Linked DNA regions of Mus musculus: regions 2 and 3 are each linked to region 1. Evidence: chromatin contacts called from public Hi-C and capture Hi-C data. All regions are on one chromosome and are shown on one strand. Each heading gives the region's core, a stretch centred on a gene start, on an enhancer-like site or on the middle of the called end of the contact. The rest is flanking DNA. Distances are from core to core; before and after follow the strand shown.

What was found. A called contact is a pair of places that touch in the nucleus more often than the background predicts. Capture Hi-C pulls out chosen DNA fragments and counts their contacts.
Region 2: a contact with region 1 is called in a Hi-C map of cerebellum, with 2.9 times the contacts expected there. The contact joins two enhancer-like sites. A contact is called at or near these places in 4 of 15 datasets of contacts at CTCF or cohesin (embryonic stem cells and stem cell-derived epiblast-like cells), 49 of 484 Hi-C or Micro-C datasets (LSK cells, arterial endothelial cells, cerebellar granule neurons and 26 more), 7 of 115 datasets of contacts at active chromatin or transcription factors (embryonic fibroblasts, embryonic stem cells, expanded potential stem cells and 1 more) and 3 of 9 other capture datasets (adipose tissue, embryonic stem cells and pancreatic islet).
Region 3: a capture Hi-C map of embryonic stem cells shows a contact between it and region 1, with 4 times the contacts expected there. The contact joins two enhancer-like sites. A contact is called at or near these places in 1 of 15 datasets of contacts at CTCF or cohesin (embryonic stem cells), 1 of 115 datasets of contacts at active chromatin or transcription factors (embryonic stem cells) and 1 of 9 other capture datasets (embryonic stem cells).

The regions. Positions count from the first base shown.
Region 1 is chr4:85,160,776-85,164,945 of GRCm38.p6, reverse strand. No RefSeq gene overlaps it. Among named protein-coding and RNA genes, the nearest start is that of Sh3gl2, 43 kb to the left of the region's middle. Within about 2 kb of position 2,020, at least 17 of the 459 cell types and tissues checked have an H3K27ac peak or open chromatin away from gene starts, as enhancers often do. A contact at or near this core is called in cerebellar granule neurons, cerebellum and embryonic stem cells, where this site is marked.
Region 2 is chr4:85,374,092-85,378,261 of GRCm38.p6, reverse strand. It overlaps Sh3gl2 (SH3-domain GRB2-like 2), which reads right to left. Exons shown (of 9, transcript NM_019535.2): 4 at 1,778-1,921; 5 at 735-868. Among named protein-coding and RNA genes, the nearest start is that of Sh3gl2, 170 kb to the right of the region's middle. Within about 2 kb of position 1,826, at least 4 of the 459 cell types and tissues checked have an H3K27ac peak or open chromatin away from gene starts, as enhancers often do. A contact at or near this core is called in cerebellar granule neurons and cerebellum, where this site is marked.
Region 3 is chr4:85,346,581-85,350,750 of GRCm38.p6, reverse strand. It overlaps Sh3gl2 (SH3-domain GRB2-like 2), which reads right to left. Exons shown (of 9, transcript NM_019535.2): 2 at 3,559-3,627. Among named protein-coding and RNA genes, the nearest start is that of Sh3gl2, 140 kb to the right of the region's middle. Within about 2 kb of position 2,445, at least 7 of the 459 cell types and tissues checked have an H3K27ac peak or open chromatin away from gene starts, as enhancers often do. A contact at or near this core is called in embryonic stem cells, where this site is marked.

The sequences.
Region 1 (4,170 bases), core at 771-3,270:
CAGCCAGGAACCTCCACACTGTCTTTCCTGTAAGAAAAGAAACCACAATGTTTCAAGCCCCAAGTCAAACCCAGAGGCTGTGGATTGCGTTTCAGGGAGAGGACTTTTGAGAGATAGTTTCACTAAGTAGACCAAGCTGACCTTGAACTCATTGTCTTCCTGCCTTGCCTCTTGAGTGTCCGTGTTACACTTGTCAACGTCTACACCTGGCTAGGATGAGTTCTTGATTTGAAAATGTATCATACAAAGAAGAAGCATTTTGGAGCTAGACACCTCCCAGTTCTGCCCAGTATGGCGAGTTACCAGAACACTCTGAAGTTCAGCCTCCTCATCTGCAAAATATAAAGAGTAAGACTTTCTGGAAAGCTGAAATAAGGTAATTATGCTGGTGTGTGACTACTGGGAATACTGAATTTGTCATTCACAATTCTGTTAAATACATGGACCTGCTAGGAAACCATCAATGATTCTTTATACATTTATAAAATATAAATTTTCTCATCCTTTAAAAATTAACAAAATCTGCTTTCCTGCTATGACCCATAGTAAAACAAGAACTTCTGGTAGATATATTTTCACCCATAATGAATAGTTACTCAAGCAAAAATATTTATTGAAGCTGCTGAAACAGTTGGTAAATATTTGTTGAACACATTCTTTGTTTAGATTCCATGCCAGATATCTCCAATGCTAAAAAGATCAGAAAGACGAGCTGTCCCACTAGGGATGTTTGATTTCTACTAATGGGTGTACCAAGTTAAAACAGTTTCCTTTGTCAGGAGGTGAGGTTGAGATACAAGTAAAATCCCAGCATGGATTTCACATCCCTTACTAATTGTAGAGCAGCGTCTTTCCTTGTGCAAATCTACAATGCCGGTGTTCAAAGGACTCCACAGCAAACCCAGATACTAAAACTCAAAAAGTTTCTTTTCATTTCAGGAAGAAACTTCGTGTTTCTCATACTGTAAAGAGCTGCTGCTTGGGCTCAATCTCAGCCCTGATGCTTACAGGCAGGGCATCCCTAGAGAGTCATTTAGCATCTTTTTGTCCCAAGTACGGTCTATAAAACACGGAATACTGTGGTACGTGGTACATGGGACCATCCACAAGGACTGAATGAGTTTTAACGATGCCTGATTCCGGCAGGAACCCTGTACACTCAGTAGCTATTATGTAAATATTTCTCCATTTGAAATTGTAGCTTATACATATTTTTGGGCGCCATCACATCTTTGTCAATTTCTGTCTCTTCTATGCTCTGTAAAAGCTTATAACCTTTGCTTACAAAGTTGGAGTGTTGTGATAATCTCCTATTTTGGATTGGTTTTTAGTGCCCTTCCCTGTCCAAAGTCCCCAGAGTGATAGCTGTGGTACTTGAGCTGAACCATTCCAGGTTGGGCCAAGGTTGGAAAGCCAGGGCCTGGATGCTGTTGTGTGTTCTGCTGGAGTTGGCTCTATACAGGGACTCATGTTGCCTTCCATCTGGAGGATGGCCAATTCCGGCCTCTCTTGTGCTCCATCTGTTCTGGCACCATAGGTCTCCTCACTTCTCTCCTACAGGGTGCTTCTTATCACACACCCCCAGCATGCCCCCTCACCCCCCGCCAACACACACACACACACACACACACACACACACAGTGCTTCACCTCAATTGTCTCAAGGTGAGCACAACCCCAAAAGATCTGCCAAGCAGAAGTCACATTCCCTCGTGCCTCATCCCGATAGCTAGGAAAACAGCCTGGGCAGCCCAGGCCCAGCCATAGTCTATCTAACAGCTCTTAAAGCTGGAGGGTACGACTTGAGGACACAAATATAAAGAAACACATCTTTTGATCATTCCACCATGAAATAAGGCCAAATGGAGCCCATCTCTCGCTGGACCAGTAAAAACTATGGGGAAATAATCTTCAACATGGAGAACTGGAGAAAAACCGGATTAACTCATTTCACTAAGTGTTTAAGGGAGAGAGGCGATATGCGCTGTGTGTTACTGCCCTCCAGTGTTCACTGGCGTCCGCGACGCTAGGCTTTTACTGGGAATGGGCCTATCTGACTCATTTTGATGTTGATAGCTCGCTTTGTTCAATGTACAGTGAGTTCCGGGTCTTCCAGTGTTTCAAGTTTAGCATTAGAGAGCGTGAGTCTACAAACAAAAAGCAGCAAAGCCCCCAGCAACAGGAAGAACGCTCCGGGGGGGGCGGGGGGGGGGTTGGGTCCGCGAAAGCAATGCTAACCCCTGTAGTGAGTCTTCTAAAATTTATACAACTCAGAAAAGAGGAGGCGCTCCCAATTTCCGCAGAGCCTGCTCAGTCTGCTCTCCATAACAAAAGTCGACGGTCTATCTCTGACTACGTGGCTTTTAGATATTAGGGGTTTGTGCTTTGGGGTTTGACAAAACCAATGAGCCGACTGATCTCTCCTCAGCCTGTCCGTGGACAGAGGGCAGCTGCATTCGGTTGCTTCTGAGTAAACACTTCAAGGTCTACAAGATAACTGGGCATTTCCTCCGATTCCTTCTGAATCCTGTGTTCGTTTTGACGTCCGAGAAGATTCATCTTTCTTCATAGTCATCTTTTCCTCATTGTCATTCCACAAGGATACTGACTGTTTTAGTGTAACTGCACTCTGTGTGTGTGTGTGTGTGTGTGTGTGTGTGTGTGTGTGTGTGTGTGGTCTATTTGTCCTAAGTTAATCTTTTCTTAGACTGCAACTCCCAGAAATATCATAATCTTTATTCTACAGAAGTGTTCAGAGAAGACCAGGAGAAGCAGAATTAGATCTGAACTTAAATGCCTGGCTGCAATGGCCTATTAACTGTCAGTTTATGCTGCTTCTCCTGACAAAACTGTGCAAAGAGGGGCAATAAATATATGGCATTTTTTTTAAAAGTTGAATAAGAGCATTGCTTTCCTTAATTGGGGACGCTTCAGACACTGTTGACCGCAAGTCACCGGCTAGAGTTCTGTCATCTACCTTTTTAGTGATGTTCACAGCAAGAGAGGTGAACGCATCCGAAAGAAATCCTCACCATGACACCACTGCGAATGTGTTCCAGTCAGCCACAGCCATGCTGTGAGACCTGTCCCCAAGCACAGAGTCCAGCATTGTGGTGGACAGCATCAGCAAGCTCTCCCTCAATCCCATGTTAGTTACCACAGCCTCTGAAAAACGAGCACCTCCCATTTTCTTCCATCTCAGAGACCTTTGTGTCTTTACAAATGGCTTCAATTTCCTAGGAGGAAATTTGAGTAAGTTTTGTCCTTGTAAGAAGCTATCAAGGAAGGCAATGTAAAAGAAGTTTGAATGTGTCATTTTAAAACTCAAAAGGAAATAGTGAAACTGGTTTCTTTTCTTCTTTTTTTTAATATGATATTTTCTTTATATACATTTCAAATGCTATCCCGAAAGTTGCCTATACCCTCCCTCTGCCCTGCTCCCCTACCCACCCACTCCCGCTTCTTGACCCTGGCATTCCCCTGTACTGGGGCATATAAAGTTTGCAATATCAAGGTTCCAACTTCAGAGAGAGATTTGATAAGCACAGGACTTTAGAATGGAAATCATCTTTTATTCAAGTCTGCCATCTTGAGGTCAATTAGAGAAACACTTAGTCTTTTTGGAAAATCTATGCCAGATAACAAGTGCAGGGTTTTTGTTTTGTGTTTTGTTTTGTTTTGTTTTTTGGTTGGGGGGTGGGGTAGGGTGCAGGGGCGGGGTACCCTGAGAAATGACAAAACAAATACTGAGGTGCAAAGTAAAACCAAGAACTACTATCTATCGGTGCAGGAACAGGCAATGGCTTTTTGATTCGATCATGGATTGAACTCTCCAGGAAAAGACTGCCAGGAACAAGCACAGTTGAACGCTTGCTGCCCCCATGAGAAAGTCCAGATAGCTCAGCAAGGGTACCAAGGTGCTTGTCCTAGCATCCCACTTTCAGGGAAACAGGGATTTGGATTGGAGATATGAAGCATCTCTTAGGCTCGATGAATCAGTATTGATAGATGATTATTGATAGTTTATCCAGGCGTCTTTAAATTTCCTTACTTAGTACCTAATATCCCACCCCTGCTTTTCAGGATCAAGGACTGGACCCCGAGTCTGCCATGCTAGGCAGGCACACTACACTACAGCCTCACTACACTCTGAGCTTGTAATATCCTCTTG
Region 2 (4,170 bases), core at 577-3,076, 210 kb before region 1:
GTTCTACACCCTGCTCCTCTCACCGCATCTCCCACCCCCAACTAACACTCTAATCCCAACTAAGTGTGCTTTCTTTTGGCAAGGGGGTGCTGTAGAAGCATTTGAACTCACGGCCACTCAGAGGCAACACCAGCTTAATTTATCAGAGATATCTCAGCTTTTCTGTATGTTTCACAAAGCGTGGTTATTCCTTCTAAACACCAACAACAATAAGGAAAATATAAAAATCGAAGAGTAATATAGTAGCTACTTATTTAAACTGATAGAAGTACAACTAATATTTGGGGACCCCATCAGCCTCATCCATCATTAACAGAGTTTAAAGTCCCGGATAAAGGACATCCCTTTGGCTGGGTGGCAGTGATGCAAGCCCTTAATCCCAGCACTACTGAGGCAGAGGCAGGTGGATTTCTGTGAGTGTGAGGCCAGCATGATCTATAGAGCAAATTCTAGGACAACCAGGGCTACATTTAAAAAAAAATTAAGGGGCTTTTTTTTAAGAAAAAAAAAATGGTGGGAAGATTGTTTAACAAGGAAGTTGAAGACAGAGGAACCAATGCTCTGCTCAGGAGCTGCAGGGCTGCAGCTGTGATCCTGGATTGATGGCCCTTGGTCTCCAGTGCCTTTCATCTTATGGAGCTGTAGGAAATTCACGTGCCCTCTTCTGTGTATCCCAGGGAGACTGTCTGGGAAATGAGAATCTGCGTGTGTGTGAGAAGAAGGATCGCACAGACCTGAATCTCCCTCAGATCCTTGTCATGAAGATTCTGAAGGGGGTCGATGAAATTCTGCTTCACTTCCATGTCCAATGAGTCCTTGACCTCCGAGAGCTCCCTCATGGCTTCTCCCACCTCACCGAGAGCAGGACCTGAGAGGGGAAAATGAAGATCTCACACCCTGAAGAATAAAGACAAGCACTCTTTGCAACAACAGCCTTCAAGATGGCTGTGTAGGGATTGCCTCTGTCCTATAACAGCAACAGAGTCTAAGAAAGCCCATAGTGTTCTCAAGACAAAAGAAGTTTTTCTATTTACCACAGTCATTCTGAAAACCAGGCTCCATGGACCCTTTAAAAGGAGGAGTATCCCTCCTTACCAGGAACTGGATATTTTACTCTGAATACTATTTTGCAAGGCTCTCTGTTCTCTGTGATAGGCACTAGTTCTCATTAATATGAGATCAGTTGCAGCTCAATGCTTTTAGCAGAAGCAGATACTAAAAACTGAGGAAAAAGGGACTAGAGAGGTCCCATGTCAATAGGAGTGAAGGCAGAAGGTGCTTGAAGGCAGAAGGTGCTTAGGGTCCTGAGAGCCAGGCAAGAGAGGAGATAGAATAAATTCTATTTTGCCTGGAGCAACAGAATCAGGGATCCCAAACAAATGAGCAGTGGATTAATCCTAGAGAGCCCAGGTGCCAGTGTAGGAATTCACGCTGATTGTGACTGCTCGATCTGCTTTAATACGCAGCTCCTGCCAGATACACCCAGGAAAGTGCCAAGGCATCTGGGCATGTCTGCCGGAACTGTTGTCAAGGCTGGGGTCCCATTAGAGGAAAAGGACAAAAGCTGCGTAGACAAATCACTTTAAACACTGGCAGTCCTAAAATCACATTTCATCCCCCATATATAACATCTACAAGTGAGAATTAAAATATAAGCAGGCTGACTGATGATCTCGAGTTTGCTGTTGTTAGTGGGTTTTGCTTTGTTGTTTTGTTTTGTTTTTTAATCAGCACCACAACCTCCTTGGAGACCTGCAGTATGGCCAAGGCTACTTACCAAAGTTGCAATCATCACCCAGCTCCCTGCCGAACTTGAGCATGGCCTCTGCCAGCAGTGCTTCCGCCTGAGGGTAGCCTGGCCCCTTCTCTTGGCCGCGGATTTTCGACATGGTGTTGATCATACTGAGCTTAGCCCTGGAAGCTGGAGACAAAGGGAGAACAGCCTTTAGGAGATAGCATCACTATTCATAATGGGAACTGGGCTGGCTGGAGAACCAAGCTCCAATCAGCCCAGACATCTACTCGGCTCCTAAAGCTGCACCTTCACTGGGCCTACAGCCCTTGGGTACAATATGTGGGCAACTGAATATACATCAACTCTAAACTTCAACTCCAAGTAGAATTATACTGCAAGGCCAAATACAGGTCTTCACGGGGCAGCAGCATGGTTTGGGTGCTGTCCCCACATCCTCCTGCCTGAAACAGGGCAGAGACTCTGGGGCTTGTACACTGCATCCTAGAAATACCTGACCATATCCTCATCTTCCAGTTTTATTCCTGTTTCATATCTCAACTCTAGGAGTATGTGGATTAAACTAAGAAACGGTGGTGAACTCGTGGGCCTGGGTCTTGTTTCCTTTACAACATGTGTAAAATAAACTATTCTCAAAGTCATCTCTAAACTAAGAATAAAATGCTATATTTATTAAAATATCTAACTACATCTCTTAAACATCTCGGCTGAAGATTGAGTTTGTTTGTCAAAGATTACCTCTCGATTCCTCTTCTCATTTTGTTCTTTGTTTTTGTTTGTTTGTTTGTTTGTTTTCAAGAGGTGCCTAAAGAGTTACTCCCACCCACTTTAGTGGAAGAAGTCATTTTAGTAACACATTACTGAAGACTATGATCTGACTGATCCTAGGTGTCCCCGATTCATTATCAGAGTTGATTACACGCTAACCTGGGACTGAGCCCACAATGCCAGCTGCAGGAAAACCCTTGAGGAAATCTCAGCTGAAAGTAAAAATACCTTCTAGCACGTGGAGACTAGTATTTGATCTTAAACACACAGTTTAAATAGGCTTTTATTTAAACTTTGGGCCTCCAAGATAGAGTAAAAATGAGAAAAATTATCCCCATTCACAAAGTTTATAATAAGCTGAAGGCAGAATCTGTCATGAGAGCAATTAGATTGAAGTGTTTATATTCAATGCCAGGACAGGAGACTCCAATGAGTCACAGAAACAAGGCCTACAGGGTGAAGCACTGTAAGGGAAAATATCCATAGGGAAGCATAATTGAGCCTTGAACCATATAGTATTCAGCAGCAAGTGGCGTTAGTATCACACACAAAGCTGGTGGTGACCGCAACAAAGACAAAATTTACCTTTTATTCACTTCAAGCTTTTGTAGAAAAAAATTTCATACATGTTAGATTTGAGGAAGTGCTTCATAATTACCTATTACCTGGAGTAGACCTGCATAGTCTTTCCCACAGACAGCCATGGCTGAGGTCCAGGAGAGAGCTCCTGCCACACAGCGCCCACACAGAGTAAGGAGTCAGTTAAATAGCTACAACTGGTAAGTACTATGTCAATGCTAGCACCAGACACTAGACAGCCCGACATAGAAGAGCAGAAGCAACATCATACATACAAAGGAAACAAGAGGGTACCAGAAAATGAGGACCGGATGAACAGAAGGAGAGAAGAGATGTGGACACCAGAGAACCACAGTAACTCACACCTCTCCAATCCTGCCTTGCCCATGATGAATGCCTTTTACAAACACTGGTTATTGATTTATGACTATGTTTTGGTTTTATTACGATCTGATTTTCATAACATGATATATTGTGGGTGATTTTCAAATCCTTTTTGAATCTTGTTAAATTATAGAGAGCTTTATTATTTTATTCATCACTTAAGGGCATATTGATACATTCCACATCTTTAGAAAAGGGAAGAAAGCCATAAGATTTTATTTCTTCAAATAATGTAAAAACATGTATACCCACAGGTTTGAAGAAATTCTCTTTTATATTCACTTGTGGACTCATTACATTTTTAAGAATCTTAGATTGATAAAATGTCTGTGTCCTTGAAAAACATCATTGATTGCTTAACTGCTTATCTTCAAATGGTCGCATGATTGTTTTAAAATTATTTTCCAAATAGCTCTCTAAAAAACTGACAATGAACCTAGGAAACATAAATAGGAAACATTCAAAGTCCTATAATGCCATCTTTGCTTAGTTGCTTCACCAAATTATGCATGAGTCAGGAATCCCAAACTCTTACTTCCCTAAGAAGGAGTCGCCTCTCCTTCAAACTACGTAAACATCCTAACTTCCCCACCATCCTCCTCTGGGCTTAGTGAATAAAGAGATCTCTAACATCATTCTCTCTCCTGAGCTATGAAAGCAAACATGCTAGAGTGGTCTGTGTGTCT
Region 3 (4,170 bases), core at 1,196-3,695, 190 kb before region 1:
CACACCAAGTATAGCTTGGGAATACACTCTACACAGATAGCTGAAAGGAAGCTTGTCTCCATGGAAGTCCCAGAAGAGCAGAAGGATGTCTTTGAAGCTTGTGCTGTTTGTGACTCCAGCTCCCCATCTAGCTTACATCAGTAAGAGAGTGTCTTGGGCCAGTGACTATGTTTCCTTCACTGCTGCTCCATGAAGGAGAGACCCCAGTATCATGGTAAACCCTAAGTCTCCTCAGAGAAGGAATTCTGAGCACACTGGCTGCAATTTCCCTCTCTTCTCCCCCATGTGAGACATATCCTGGACAAAACTTACTCAAAAACAAAACTCAAGCAATGAGTAAGTGGTACACCTCCCATGACAGCAGGGAACTGTAGGCTCAGCCTCTGCTTCAGTGTGAGCAGGTCTGTGGCAAAAAACATACAAACAAACAAAATCCAAACCACCACCAACAACAAAACAGCAGCTTTGGTAAACAGAAGTTTTGTCGTGTGATTCAGGTCGTTTCTACTCAGGAATCCTACTTCTCTCACAAGGGATTCGATGATACCAAATTTGTCTCCCTGAAGAAACTAAGACATGATGGACATGGACATGAGGGACACCATCTACCAGCATTGTCGACATTGCACTCAGCCACCAATCTCTACCCTCATATTCAATTAGAATGGCAACTTTTCTTTCTCAACATCTTGCCTTTCTTAAGACTTGAGGCTTCCCCTTAGGAATTCTATTTTTACCTAAATCACCTTTCCCCCCATTTCTAGCCCTAAACCCTTCTGTGACCTTAACAAAGAATTTCCCCAAGATGCTCTTCAGGTTGCAGAAAGACTTTATCCCTCTTGACTGTGAGTTTTGCATGATATTCATATACAGTGCCAAAGAATATTTGAAGATTCAGCTCAGTATTCTCTCCTCTAGAAGTTTCCACTGCTCTAAGAAGCCCATGTTTGGCTTCTCTCTGGTGTTTTTCAAGGAAATCCTCCCAGGGCACTAAGCACTGTGTCTGATTTGGAATCTATTTATATTCCTGTTTTCCAAACTCAAATTGAAAGCTCTTAGAGGGATTGGTCCTCATGTACAATCCTGTTTCTAGTTCCCAGTACAATGCCTGGCAGACATGGTATTCATTTATCTTCCAAGTGAATTAATGAACATAATAACTACATATCAACCCATTGAAGCCCTCCCCCAGTTAGCATAACTGTAGCAATGGATGTAAATTTAAGAAGCAACCAGAAGTTCCTCAGATTCCAGAATCTTCTATAAACAGCAACAACAGAAATCTGCAGCATTATAATAAAAACAGTGTCCAGTGTCTGGATCACAGAAAGAAATTTAACCTATACTTAATGAAATTGGTAAACAATGGTGACATTTATGGTTAAAATGAAAGCAACCGCACAGCAGGTACTTAGGAGAAAGAGAACTGTCATCTAGAGTAACTACTGGGTCTGTGAAGACGACTCAACCAGGGGCCTCAGGGCATCGGCTAGAGAAGGATATTCTGTGAAAGCAGGAATGGTCTGGGATCGAATCTCAGTGGAAGAGCAGGTTAGGCTGAGACTAGAGAGAACTTCTAGGAACGGCCACCTCCCTCCCAGGAGTGCTGTCTGCTACAGACCTCTAATTTATTTCCTATTGTTGTCTAATTGCACCTCAGAGAGTAAAACTAAATAAAGCTTTCTCCACATCAAACACTTGGTGAACAGAAAACCAACCATGAAAAGGTGATGCGGTGAATCTTCTGTAGGTTTAGAGACACTGAGTTAAAATATTTTTTATGAGTACTTGAATTATTAGCATGAATATTAACGGCTTGATATTCGAAATCCACAGCAAATGCTCTTCAATGACTGTAGAAAAAGCCTATCTTCCAATATGCTCAGCACAATTTGTGTACGAACTTTAGGAAAATCACAGATAAGATAAAAAGACATCCTTTATATTATGCAATATGCAATAAAAATCAAACAAATTTCTACACTGCACTGAAATCTAAACATCTCAAGTTACTTAGAGAAAAACCCAAATGCAGGAACACACATAGGTTCTTCAAGCAGAAGTTTGCTTTATAACAGGAATACTGAGGTTTGAAATAAATACTTCAGTGACTTTTGATGAAATAAGGACCAGAACTCTTTACACTTCATCTTCAGACTCGGAGGACGTCTGTGATATTAGCCTAAAGTAAGATACTTGGCAAGATCCTCTCATTTAAATTAGTCTGTAAGACTGGCATGGATTTCACAGCAAAGTGAGTCTCCGAAGGTCTAATTAGCCGCTCCAGCCTCCTTCGGTTTTCAGTCTCATTTAAGACACAAAGAGCTAGCTTGTCTCTACCGTGAGATACCTAGTTTAGCAGCTTTACTTTGGGCCCATGTGAACTACAGGAATAACTCCTGACACCTGCACACATCAAGTTGCTAACTGCTGGCCTCAGCTTCTGTGATGATGTGGCTCTTAGCCATGCAGCACACTGCAAGACCTCTCAAGGAAAATGAACGAAGGGGAGAAGCTAAGGAGAGCTAAGCAAGTTCCAGAGGCTGGAGCACGTTAACAGATCTCTGGGATCCTCAGGAGAAAGTGAGGCTTTGCTCCTGAGGATGTGTCTCTGTCTGCAGATGTGGACCTGACAAGGGAGGGTAGGCTCCTGTTTCTATCACCAGGAAAGGGTGTTGTTTACCAGCTGTGGTTGAAGATCAGGGGGTATTTACAACCCTCTGCAGATAGGAAACAGAAAGTAGCTGTGAGGTACTGGGTATGGACTTATGACATTCTCTTCAAGCACGGGACCAAGCCCCTCAATACCAATTCACGGTCTTCTCTCTGCATTTCAACACTCACTTATCTGCCTAAGTCTAAACACTTACTTCTTGATAAGAACCTCAAAGTGAAAGAGAAAACATCTTTAATGTCTCAAAAGAAAAAAGATATTTAACCCACAAACTCCAGCTTACTTGCTCAGAACCTATAATGTTTCAGGCAGAATGCGAAATAATTTACTTTGATCCATAATAAGAAATATTCAGTAAGCATTAGGGTTCTCATTCTACTGTCATTTGAAAATAGACAATTCAACAAACACTGGTCTTTTACAGTGAGTGGTAGACATAGAGTGAAGGAAGGCCAAGTCGCCTGGACTCCCAAACTGCTCTCTCTTCAGTATTCTGACCTGCCCCTAGCAGGATGCATCCTACTTGGGAAGTCCACTGCAGTCAGAGAGAGATTCAAAGTCTCTTACAAGATTTGAGACATCGTTCTCCATTTTGTCCTCTCTCATTTCCACCCCACCCAAATTCAACTGCAGCTCTGTACCATACTGATTCGGGAAAGTGATAGCAAAAGCTATGAGGAAAAGTGCAGACCGCATGCTTCTTCACAGAGGCTCTGGAGGGACACAGAGAAGATGGTGTGCTTTCCATTTCTATTTCAAATTACAAAGGGAGGGAGCATGTTTTTCAATGAAACGGATCATTTTGAGACTTGAGTACAGAACGGCTCCACCGTCTTACAGAGGACACCTCCATGCCAAAGGAAGGCCAAGAAGGGAAAACTCACCCTCTCCATCTCTTTGAAGTCATCATCGAGCTTGGTGCCTTCCGCTCCTCCCACCTTCTCACTCACTTTCTGTAGGAGATAAGAACAACAGGGGATCATTAGAAACTGTTTCTTTCCTTCACAAAAAAAAAGGGTTAAAAGTTTTGAGTACTTTTAGAAACAGCACCTAACATGACCTCAGAACCGTTCCCTGACCGTGGTCGGCAGCTCCATTGTCATAGTGTCACAGTATAGTTTGTCTAAGCAACATCCCAAAGGTCACGAGCCAGGTGGCTACTGAATCGGGCACTCAAACCTGCATCTTCTCATTTCAGCCCCAGTGCTCTTTCCGTTACACAAGTCACTTTACAGCGAGCTAGTTGATAACATTTTCCTTTGTAAGTCCTAAGGAACAGCCACATCACACAATAATCATTTCCCTCTGATAATGGATCTAAAATGCTCCTAGGTAGAAAATTGCTACTTGTTCAACCTGTTCCTCAATGGGCTATTGAACAGATAATCACAAGCATCCATTTAACTATTAGAGAAGAAATGAGCCCAGCTGATTCCAGATAAAAGGACTTGCTTTGTCGTCTCCCTGTTTATATCCTCACAGGCCGGCAAGAAGCT